Linked DNA regions of Sus scrofa: region 1 is linked to region 2. The links are chromatin contacts, called in public Hi-C maps. All regions are on one chromosome and are shown on one strand. The core of a region is the stretch at or near the end of the contact, and the rest is flanking DNA. Distances in the headings are between cores, read along the strand shown.

Evidence for each region. Hi-C and Micro-C count contacts between places; a contact is called where the count stands out from the background.
Region 1: a contact with region 2 is called in a Hi-C map of epiblast stem cells, with 3 times the contacts expected there. The contact joins the promoter of EPOP here to the promoter of CISD3 in region 2. A contact is called at or near these places in 2 of 5 promoter capture datasets (fetal liver and liver), 32 of 47 Hi-C or Micro-C datasets (adipose tissue, alveolar macrophages, blood and 16 more) and 2 of 2 datasets of contacts at active chromatin or transcription factors (alveolar macrophages and skeletal muscle).

The regions. Positions count from the first base shown.
Region 1 is chr12:23,432,568-23,437,861 of Sscrofa11.1, forward strand. EPOP (elongin BC and Polycomb repressive complex 2-associated protein) reads left to right here and starts at 2,821. Exons shown (of 1, transcript XM_021067069.1): 1 at 2,821-5,294. The coding sequence starts at 2,835. The coding sequence ends at 3,974.
Region 2 is chr12:23,377,151-23,382,831 of Sscrofa11.1, forward strand. It overlaps CISD3 (CDGSH iron-sulfur domain-containing protein 3, mitochondrial), which reads right to left and starts at 2,437. Exons shown (of 4, transcript XR_002337144.1): 1 at 2,291-2,437; 2 at 1,869-1,986; 3 at 1,175-1,294. MLLT6 (protein AF-17) reads right to left here. Exons shown (of 21, transcript XM_021067068.1): 21 at 3,040-5,681.

The sequences.
Region 1 (5,294 bases), core at 1,571-4,070, 56 kb after region 2:
CCTCTCTTTCTCCTGCGGGGAGGAGGTTTCTGAGAACTGTGCAGCCTGAGGACGGGGTCGAGTGTCCTCTACTGTAGGCAACGGGAACTGCAGCAGCTGGTTCTGCCCCTTCATACCGGTTCCACCCTGACAACATCGGGAGGTGGTACCTTTTCAGTGATAGGGACCTCGAGACTCAGAGTGTCCAGGTGATTCGCCCAGGGTCGCACAGCTGGCACCCCCACTCCAAGCCCTCTGACGATGGAGACTCAATGACTCTAGGTCCTTCCAGCTGAGGAGTTACACTAACCCCTACTGTTTGTATAATGCTTCTGTGCCCATGAAGAGCTTTCATATCTGGGTTATATTCTGGGGTGCCTGATTCAAGGACGGGAAAGAAGAGAAAATGGAGGTGGAGGGAATGCCTCCTCCAGGGAAGGACTCTCAACAGTAATGACCCCCACTAAAGCCCCCAAACTCAGATTTGTGGGACTGGTGGCTGTTGGGGTGGGAGAAGGAGGAGCCCATTGATCTGCATTGCTATACAATATTCACTCATCAATGCTATGCACAGGGATGCAAATATGCGTGAGACTCTAGGGCATGAAGGGAGTTTCCCAGATTAGATTCTCGAAGGTGGAGCCCAAGCCCACTCCCCAGGCATCTCAGCTGCAAAGAGTCTGGAGGAGGGTTGCATTGAAGCCCACGTCCCTGCCCCATGAGCAAAAGAAATCTGGGACTACTGTCTCAGGGTAAAAGTTTTCAGCCCTGTTCACCAGAAAAGACAGGTGTGATCTTCATCCTTCCAGAACTTTCCTCTGTGTATGTGTAGGGGGGTTGGGTGTGGGTGTGTGTGGAGGGTGGGACCAGGGCTCTTCGCACTCAGGATCCCTAGAGTCTAAACCTGGCAGGACCCCAGGTTCCCTCCTCATGACCCCTTCCCCAAAGACTTCTGCTGAAGATGCTAGGGGGCGGATGTTTTGAGCAACAGAACCCTACACACCATTGTTCCTCAAACCCTAGCCCCGCCTTGGAGTCTTTACCTCTGGCCTCTGCAAAAGCGGTGTAGGGGAGGCAGACCTTCCTGATGCCTTTCCTCCCAAAGGTTATGTGATGGCACTTACAAAACAATTCTTCTGTTGTCGCCACCAGGAGGACCAGGAGGCAAGCTGCATTAGTTATTTTCTTGCAGAAACTCTCTTTTACCTCTGGCCCAGAAGGAGCTATTTCACTCTGTGACCCCCACCCCGACCCCCAGGCCACACAGAAACCCACCCTTATTCCATGAGCTCATAACAATTTTTCTGCATATTTGGGGGATGAGAGGCATAGTCATTCATTCACTTACAAATACATATTGAACACCTATGACATCTGGGCACTGTTATAGGCAGTGGGGAGGCAGCAGTGATGAAGACAACATTCTCAGCCGCTCATTTCCAGACTAATGGAAGAGACAGACAAAAAAGAAGAAATACATTCACAGATTTTCATACACCAGTAAGCTCTACAGAAACTAAAGAAGGATAAGGGGACAGAACAAGCTGAGGGGATGGGATCCTCCAGTTATCGGAATTTGTACTGGAATTCCCGTTCTCTTTGCTTTCCTCTTCCTGGGGGAGATAAGAAGAGAGTCTGTGTGTCCCTTCTGGTCTCCTCAACGTATTTTGGAATTTCAGGCCTCAGAAGGCAGAGTCTTGGGATCTGCCAGGGGGCTGCAGAGTCAGTCCCTCAGAATTTGCTCAAGGGGCCATTTAGAAACTAGAAATGGAAGACTATTTACTGTCTTCCGTGGGCGTTATAATTCTCCCTCTCTCCGAATTGATTCCTTTTTTTTTTTTTTTTCATCCTGCACACACTTACTGAATTCCTAACTCTTCATTCAACATTTCTTGAGCCCACTGTGTGCCAGGCACTGTTCTAGGCCACCGAAGCTGAGAGGTTAAGAACATTCTGCCCGCAGGAGTCCCTGCTGTGCAAAGCTTCCAAACCTCTTTTCTTCTTTTCTTTCAACTTTGTCTTTTTGAGATTCACCTATGTGGATTCACTTAGCCCCCTGCGAGTAGATATGAAGATTCCCATTTTACGGATGCGAAAACCATGACTGCTAAGGGAAAAAATGAAGTGCTTTGCAGTGACTGAACACCAGGACGCCACCGCGCCACGTGCAGCGGCGCGTTTCGCCCCCTGCGATCCCACCCGCGCACGCAGCCTCCTTTCCTCCCTCCCAGCCGCCGCCGCGCCGGGTCCACGTGTGTGTGTCTGTGTGAGGAATGGGGACGGGGGCGGTGCCGCTGGAGGGGTGGGGTCCGGGCCAACGTCACAGGCAGTGCCGCCCAATCAGCGGCGGGCTCGCGGCCCCGGCGCTGGTATTGGGGCAGCGAGGGGGCAGTTCTCTATAACGCGGTCTCCGGGAGCCAGCGGGGAAGAAAGAAGCCGAGCGGGCGGAAGGCGCCCTCCCCGCCGCCTGGGCCCGGGCACCGGGTGCCGGGCCCGGGGTCCTTCCCGCCTCCCGCGGCCGCCAGCCGCTTTGTTTCCCCAACCTCTGCGCTCCGGGCAACTCGAGAGGGGGCTCCCGCCCGGGCTGCGCAGGGATCGCGGCGGCAGGAAGGGCGGCCCACCGCGCCGGGACTCGCAGGGACCCAGGAGTCCGGCCGCCGGGAGGGCCGCGTGACAAGATCGAAGAGGGAGCCAGAGCTCCGCGGCCCAGGGGTACGGGCCGGGGGCGCCCGTGAGCAGAGACCTCCCCGTCGAGGGGGGGCGATGTTCCCCTCGCCCTTGGGCTCTTCGGGCAGCCAGGGCATCCCGCCGCTGGGACCAGGACCCCCGCAGTGGGCAACCCCCCGGGCGGTTCCATGGAGACTCTGTGCCCCGCTCCCCGCCTCGCAGTGCCGGCGTCCCCGCGAGGGTCGCCCTGCTCCCCCACACCCCGGAAGCCGCGTCGGGGGACCCAGGAGTTCTCTCCGCTGTGCCTGCGTGCCCTTGCCTTCTGCGCCCTTGCCAAACCCCGGGCGTCCTCTCTGGGCCTGGGGCCTGGGGAGCTGGCGCCGCGGGCCCCGGTGCTGCTGGGCCCTCGCGCCCCCCTGTGCACCGGCGGCTGGGCCCCGGATGGCCTGAAGCACCTCGCGGGACAGGCCGGGCGGTCCAGCGATCCCAATTCCCCGGCCCGCCAGGATGCCGACGCCGCAGTGTGCCGGGGCCGCAGCGAGGAGGAAGAGGGCGGAGGCAGTTTCCCGCACTTCGGCGCTCGCTCCGGTTTACCTCCCGGCCGCTGCCCGGCGCCCCGGCGCCCTCGGGAATCTCCGACCAGCTCCGCCTCAGCTCCGCCTAGGCCAGCCCCCGGTCTCGACTCCCAGCCTGGCTTCGCCGCCAGCCCGCATCAGGATCCCGGTTCCCGGCCTCCGCCGCCACCTGCGGGCCTCTCCTCTGAGCCGGCGGGGCCCCGGGCCGCGCCGGAGCCGCCCCTGCCGGGCCAAACGGCCGCAGTCGATGGAAACCCCCCGAAGGCCGCCCCCGAGGCACCGGCCGCCAGCCCCTCGACGGCCAGCGGAGCTGCGGCCGCGCCCGGCGATCTCCGCCAGGAACATTTCGATCGTCTGATCCGCCGGTCGAAACTTTGGTGTTACGCGAAGGGCTTCGCCCTCGACACTCCGAGTTTGCGCCGGGGGCCCGAGCGGCCGCCAGCCAAAGGGCCCGCCCGGGGAGCCGCCAAGAAACGCCGGCGGCCGGCGCCCCCCCAGCGCAGCGCGCAGCCCCGTCGCCCTGCGCCGACGCTCCCCACCACGAGCACCTTCAGCCTCCTCGATTGCTTCCCCTGTCCCCCGGCCTTGGTGGTGGGGGAGGACGGAGACTTAGGGCCCGCATCCTCGCTTCGCCTCCAGGGAGACTCTAAACCCCCGCCTGCCCACCCATTGTGGAGGTGGCAGATCGGGGGTCCCGCTGTGCCTGAGCCCCCCGGCCTCAAATTCTGGGGCATCAACTTGGAGCAACTCTGAGCGTGAGACCTCTTCTGCCTGCCAAGGGGGAAAAGTGGGGGCCACAGCCAAACTGCGCGCTCAAGGCTAGAGCCTCGTTTCTCACCTTCGCCTGTCCCCTTTAGGTTTTATGGGCTGTGGTCAGAGGGACCTCAGATGACAGTGATCTTCAAGCACCTAACTGGTCGAGGTGACACCCCCTCCCTCTCATCCTTTGGAGAGGACCAAGAGCTGGAGTCAGGAGAAGGCTTAACCGAGGAAAAACGCTTAATGACATAGATTCCAACCCCTCCTCTCTTCCACCTCCGATCTCTGGGGGCAGGGCCTTCACCCCAGGGGGAGCCGTGGAGGCTACCGCTCAAAGCCGAGGGGGGAAGAAAAGAGGGAGAGAGACCTTGGTGATGGACAAACCGGTTGTTTCTGTGGGCGAGCAGGGGCTGGGGGTGGGGGGGCTGGGGTGGGGGTGGGGAGGTGATTGGCAGCTCCCTGGGGGCATCCCCCACCCCCACCAGCCGGGCCTTTAACCCTTCACTCCCCACAGGCCTTCCCTAGCTTCTGAGCACCACTGCAGCCTTCGTGGGGGAGGGAGCAACTTAGGCGAGGGGGAGATCACCCCTTTCCTGTTCTTTGCCGAGCGCCCCCCCCCCACATCAAGTGACCCCGAGGTGCCGAGATCTTCATTCTCAGCCACCAGCCTCTCTCCCCTTTGTCCAGTTTTGGAGTTTCCCCCTTCCATTTTCCCTGTGTGCTTTCAGGGTATAAGGTCTGATGGGTAAAAGTGGACTCCCCACCCTGAGACACAGCCCCCTCCCCCCGCTGTCTCCTCAGGGGAGGAGGGGCAGGAGGGGCAGGGCCGAGGGGCCACCTCCCCTTCAGAAATGCAGACTCTGCCTGGGGAGGGAGCTGGAGAAGACCATCCCAGGGAAAGCAATGGAAGGTGGAAGAAATCAATAAAATCAGACCAAACAAGTTGCCTTTCCAGGTCCTCTCCAGCCGTTTAAGGATGGAGGGCGTGGAGGTAGAGGGCAGGCCTGGGTCCATTCTTCGGACACTGAAACTCGGCCCCCCGGCCAGGCTAGAGACAAGACATGCTGCTCTTTGGGGAGGAGGTAAAGGAAAGGGCTCTTGGCCGAAGCACCGGGTCCAGTGGGGTTTGCGGGGGGGGCAAAAATTTGGGTTTGGATGGGAACTGGGCTGAGGAACCTTTCAGCATCCTCCCCCCACCCAACCTCAGGCATTTCGGGAGTTGTCAGGGATCTGATGGATCCGAAAGGGGCAGGGCCGAGGGATTAGTTTTGAGGTCAGAAGTTCTGTTTTCCTGGGGGAGGGGAGAAATTGGCC
Region 2 (5,681 bases), core at 1,187-3,686:
AGGGTGTTCACACAGAGCCTGAGTGATGGGAGCAGGCCCGGAGAGGTGGTTTGCTAGTTAGTGGCAGAGCTGGAGCCAAGGCCTCTTGACCCTAGGGTCAGGGTGGCATAGGAGGAGGGCTGAGAGGAGTGTGCAGATAAAAGCCAGCACCTGTCCGAAGGGCAAGAGGCACAGAGGGCCTGCCTGTGCCCCTCCTCACTGGGAGGCATTCCCTCAGCACTGTGCCACCCTCTTGAGGACCTGCTCAAAGTCCACAGTGAATCAGTGGCCAAGTGGGAGGAACACGGTTCAAAGCGCAGCTCAGGAAGGAAAGGGGCCCTGGAGGCTGAGAACACGGGGCAGGTTCCTGCTGGGTGAAGGGCTCCTGGGGCAGAAGAGAGGAGCTGGGAGCGGGCAGCCAGGTTGACAAGACAGCCAGAAACCAGGAAAGGGAGTTCTGGTTGTGGCTCAGTGGTAGTGAACCCAACTAGTATCCATGGGAATGTGGGTTCAATCCCTGGCCTTGCTATGGATCCAGCGTGGCCTTGAGCTGTGGTTTGGGGCACGCAAGCAGCTTGGATCCCGTGTTGCTGTGGCTGTGGTGTAGGCCAGTGGCTACAGCTCTAATTCAACCCCTAGCCTGGGAACTTCCATATGCTGTGGGTGCAGCCCTTAAAAAATTAAAAATAATAAAGAAACCAGGAAAGTCTAAGAGACTGAGAAAGGGAGGGTTTTCAAGAGCCGAAGCTGGGAAGGGGCACACGGTGGGGGCAGGGGCGGGGGCAGGGTAGAGCGGCTGTACAGTCTGTCCAGTGTTGGGGTCCAAGGCCTGCGAACCTCTGGCCCAGATGCTTCTTAGGAGGAAGGAGGGGCGAGAGGGACCAACTGACTGGCAAGCCTCTCAGGGCGGAGCCGAACCCCTGAGAAGGAGGGCGCACTAGAAGAGGAGGCAGAGCCCTCAGCCCTGGGCCTGAGTTTCTGTCTCTCTGGCTGCATCTTGAAGGATGGATGCAGAGAACCGGGAGCTCAGGGCCGTGGGGGGCACTGGCCTGAGAATATCCCCCCTTCCCACCCCCTGGTTGTCTCCCAGGCACGTGTGGGAAAAAGAGGACCATCTTGGGCAGGAGCTCCCAGGAGACACGTGATGTCCCCAACATGTCATATATCAACACAAAGGCGGGTAGGCTTCGCTCACCTGCTTCTTGCTACGGCCACACACACACCACCTGTAGGTTTTCCCAGCCACCAGCTCCACCTTGATGGGTGTTTTCAGGGCCACCACAGGCTTGGCTGGGGTTCTGGGGAACCATCGAGCCTATGGCAGAGAAGATGAGGGGCTCAGGGTCCACCCCACACCCTGGAAGCACTTCCTTGCCTGTGGCATCGTCCCGTCGCTCAAGGGCCATGGCTATCGACAGGCTTCCCCTGCAGGAGGCAGCTCTGATGCTAACCTACAAGGGCTCTCCCCGCCACCACAGTGACCCTTAACTGCAGAAAGAGAAGAGATTTCCAAGGCCACGCAAGCACATGGGTTTCTGGGTCCAGCCGCTTTCCCTTCAAACCCTGGCTCTCAGCCAGGTGCCAGGGAGGGCAGGGCCAGGATCTGCCAGCCCAAGGGGGGGCTGCCTGCACCTGGCTTGGCTTCCCAGGCTCGGCTGTTCCCAGCACCGAAGCCCGCTCCCTGCCCTGTGTGCTCTGGTCACCCAATCTGCCCTGAGCCGCTGAGCGATGTCTACACAGAGTCTCCGGCCGCAGTCCATGAAGCAAGGCCGACTCATCTGGTTCCCTCCTCTGGTCTCTTCTACCTTTGCAGTGTCTGGGCCTTGGGGACTTGGGTGGCGAGAAGGGCACACGGGGTGCAGGCGTGGGAAGGTAGGGGGACTACTTACCAGCCAGGAGGAGATGTCCCGCCTCTGGTTCAGCTTCTCAAGGCCACCAGGCGTCACGAGACGGTGATTCGGAAACAGAAATACAAAGTCAGTGGAAAGACTTCCAGAGGGAAGTCATCTGGGAGGGAAGAGACAACAGGGCTTAGGCGCCTGGGAGAAAGGCGCGGTAAGAATAAGGGGTCCCAAGAGAGGGAGGGGTGTTGCTGCGAGGTGCCGGCACCCAGCGGGCGCTCAGGAAGGGCTGCAAAGCACCGGGCGACGCAAGGGTTTGGGGGTGACCACGGGGGTAGAGGCGGGGGCCCGGCCGCGCGGGGCTGCGGGAGCTCACCCAGGCCGCCGGCCTCAGGAGCGCCCCCGCGCCGCCCATGCCGGCCCCGCCGCCACCGCCACGCCGCGCCGGCTCCGCCCCGCTCCCGGGTCACCTTCCCGCTTCCCCGCCTCCCGGCGGCCCGGCCCCGCCTCGGCCCGGAAGACGCCACGGGGTTCGCGCGGGTGCGGGCCGGGGGGCCGAACACCAGCTCCAGCCGCCGGAAGTCGAGTCCAGCAGCCGCCTCGGGCCCCGAGGGCGTGGAGGGCTCTCTGGCGCCCCCTTTGGTGCCCGCGTGTCTGCGGAAGACCCATCGGAGCATCGCCGCTCCTTTCCTCCCAGGGCTCCCCCTTGCCGGGGCGGTGCGGATACCTCTCACCGCCTAGGGAGGTGTGTGTTTGTTTTTGCTTGGGATGGAATCGGAGGTGTAGCCGCCGGCAGCAAAACGCCAGATCTGAGCCGCGTCTGCGACCTACACCACAGCACACAAGCAACAGATTCTTAACCCACTGAGCAAAGCCAGGGATCGAACCTTTGTTCTCATGGCTACTAGGTGGATACTAGTCAGATGCGTTTCCGCTGGGCCACGACGGGAACGCGAGAGAGCTTGTTTTTTTTTGTTTTTTTGTTTTTAAACAGATTCCCGCCCTGGCCTACATCTTACGTTCTTATGGGGAGGACACAGGTACCTGAATTTTCAGTATGCAAGCTGGGTATCTTGTGCATTCTATGAGCTAGTCTTCCAAGAGCTGAAAGAAATGTATTAGAGCATCCCCCCAACCCCCATCCTTTCTCAAGGTTCCCACAGTTGGCACTCCACCTCCCTTCCCCTTCAGTAAAGGCAGACAAAGCAGGGTCTCTGGATTTTTTTTTTTTTTTTTGTAAAACATTCTTTTATTAAAAGAACAAGTGCTGTTTACGAACTGCCCTTCGTACAAATAACATCCGTTATACAAAGATACAAGATCCGGGTTATGCACAATTCCAGGCTTGGAGGTGGCAGGGGAGGGGCATTGCCTTTTGGGTTGAGGATATAAAGGAGGCTTTTAGAAAAGAATGAAAAAGGAGCCCCTGGGTTTGCAAACTGTGGCTTCCCTTCCCTGCTCCCCTAGGAAGGGTCTGCTACATTGAGACAGGCTGGGATGGAAGAGGGGGACACGGTGGGAGCCAGGGTTTGGATCTCCAGTCCCACCACCTAAGTCCCAGATTGGGCTGGAGGAAGTGAACAGAGGGCAGTGAAGGCACCCCTCGGGCCCCAGCTTTTCAGTAGATCAAGTCCAAGTGGTTGGGAGCCAGACACGTTTAATCTGCATTGATGTGACTGGAGGGAACCAGGTGCCCCACTTTTCTGCAAATTCCCAGACATGAAGTGACCCGAATCCCTCCAGGCACCTGTCCCCAGGGAAATAAGTTGGGATAAAGGAGAACTGGGAGCAAGCTGCCTACCCCTAACTCTGGGCCACCACACACCAAGGAAGATGCTGGAAGCTGGCAGGGGGAGCCTGTGCCTTTGAAAACTCGTCTGCATTTCCAGTTGGGGAAAGGGAAGAAAGAGAGTCACCCTTTCTCAGAGCCGGCTCTTTCTCTTTCCCTGGCTCCCCTCATTGCCAAGGCCCTTCCTAGGAGGACTTCCCTAGAACTCAGGACCCGAGTAGGCAGGGGTGCTCTCATCGGCCTCAAGGTAAGGGCGCCTGGAGGCAGCAGTAGACCTTGGAGTCTGAGGGGTAAAACTCACATACACATAGAGAAAACTTAGAGAAGAAAAGGCAACCTTTAAAGTGTCATTGTCTCTGGAGAGGATCCATCAGCTCTGAGCTAAGACAGTCAGAGCTTCACAGATGCCCCCCACCTCGGGCACAGCCCTACACTCACACGGCACTCACACACACAGGGACAGACGGACAGCCACACGGAGGCAGTGCAGCGGGGCAGGAGAGCCAAGGACCAGGAGGCCAGGGTCCTGAGGGAGGGTCCTGGCTCTGCCCCTGAGCCCCTGCCCCTCCTAGGCTTGGAGCTATCACCTGTGAAGCGAGGAGCTGGCTCAAACAACCCCTAAAGGCAGGTGCCTTCCAGCTCAGACATTCCTGCACTAGTTGTGACCTCAGGGCCAGACACTGGCTCTGCATGCACGCCACACTCACACCTCCACGCTGAGGGTGATGAAATAAATACTAAGCTCCGCTCTGCTTTTCAAACTCCACTTCCGCCCTGCAAACCACATCCTTCCTCTCCCCTACACAGAGCGATCTCTGCGTCTGCATCCCATTCCCCTTCCAAATTCATCCTAGGAAAAGGGACTGATGCTGGGAGCGGGGAGTGTGGGGTCTTGGCAGCAGTACCCCTTGCCCGGGGACCCCACTCCCTCCTGAAGTGCTCCTGACTGACCTTACCTATGACAGGGCTCCCTCAAAAGAGAAAATGTACCACCTCTCTCATGCCCCCTGCCCCCAAACTGAGGGACAGCACCAACCCAGACCCAGCCTGGGTCCCTTCTTCAAATGTGACCTGCCTACCTGCCACTACACCCCAGCCTGGGGCAAGTCAGAAAACGGAGGCTCTTGGAGATGAACACCCAGACTCTGGGGGGCCGGTCCCGGTGCGCTGGGTCATCTACCGGGACCTCTCCTGGATCTACTCCCCTCCCCACCCCGAACAGAAGCTGACTTCAGCTCTGCGTGGGCAGGCCTTGGGCAAGGGCGTGGGTGTGAATGAGCAACTCTTCTAAGAATCTCTGAAGGTTATTTTCTTTTCAGTGGTTTGAGGGCAGGGAGTTAGAGAGCTTAATAGATGAAGATGAAGAAAACGCTGAACCCTACCCTTTTATAACTGGTATTTAGCATTAATGAAAAGTGAGTATTTCTGAGGTCATCACGACTGCCTCCCCCCTCCCCCCCCAAGCCCTTGCAAGTGCCTAAGAAATTGCCTCTGAAGGATTCCCACCCACCCCCTCCATTATCAGCTCCCTAACATCTTACAAAGTCTTATCAACAGGAATATTAATATTATTTTCAGTATCAGAAAAAAACCAGTTGAGCAGCACAGGCAAAAATATATCTGCACTACGTTTCTGTCGTTGCCAAAAATATACACATCTTCTTTTCTTTATTTAAAAAAAAAAAACAAAACAAAAACCCAGAACCAACAATAAAAACCCAAACAGAAACACACACACACACACACACACGCACACACACACACACAAATCCACACATGCAAAGAGACTGACTAGACGCGGGCATCAGGGAGGCTGGCCCCACTCCTCCCAGCTCCGACCCCAGGGCACGCCCAGACAGACAGGCCTCAACCTCGCCCCTCTCCTGGCTGTCCCGCCGGCCCTCAGCCTGGGTCACTAGGAAAGCCTCTGGGCAGGTGGGGACTCTTTAGGTGAGAAGTGCCGACTATACCCCGAGGGGGGTGGGGCGGATAGCTGGGGGGTGAAGGGACAGTTGTTAGGTCAGCGAAAGCTCAAATCTCCCCTGGTTGGTGGGGGGGGGGCAGGGAGGCAG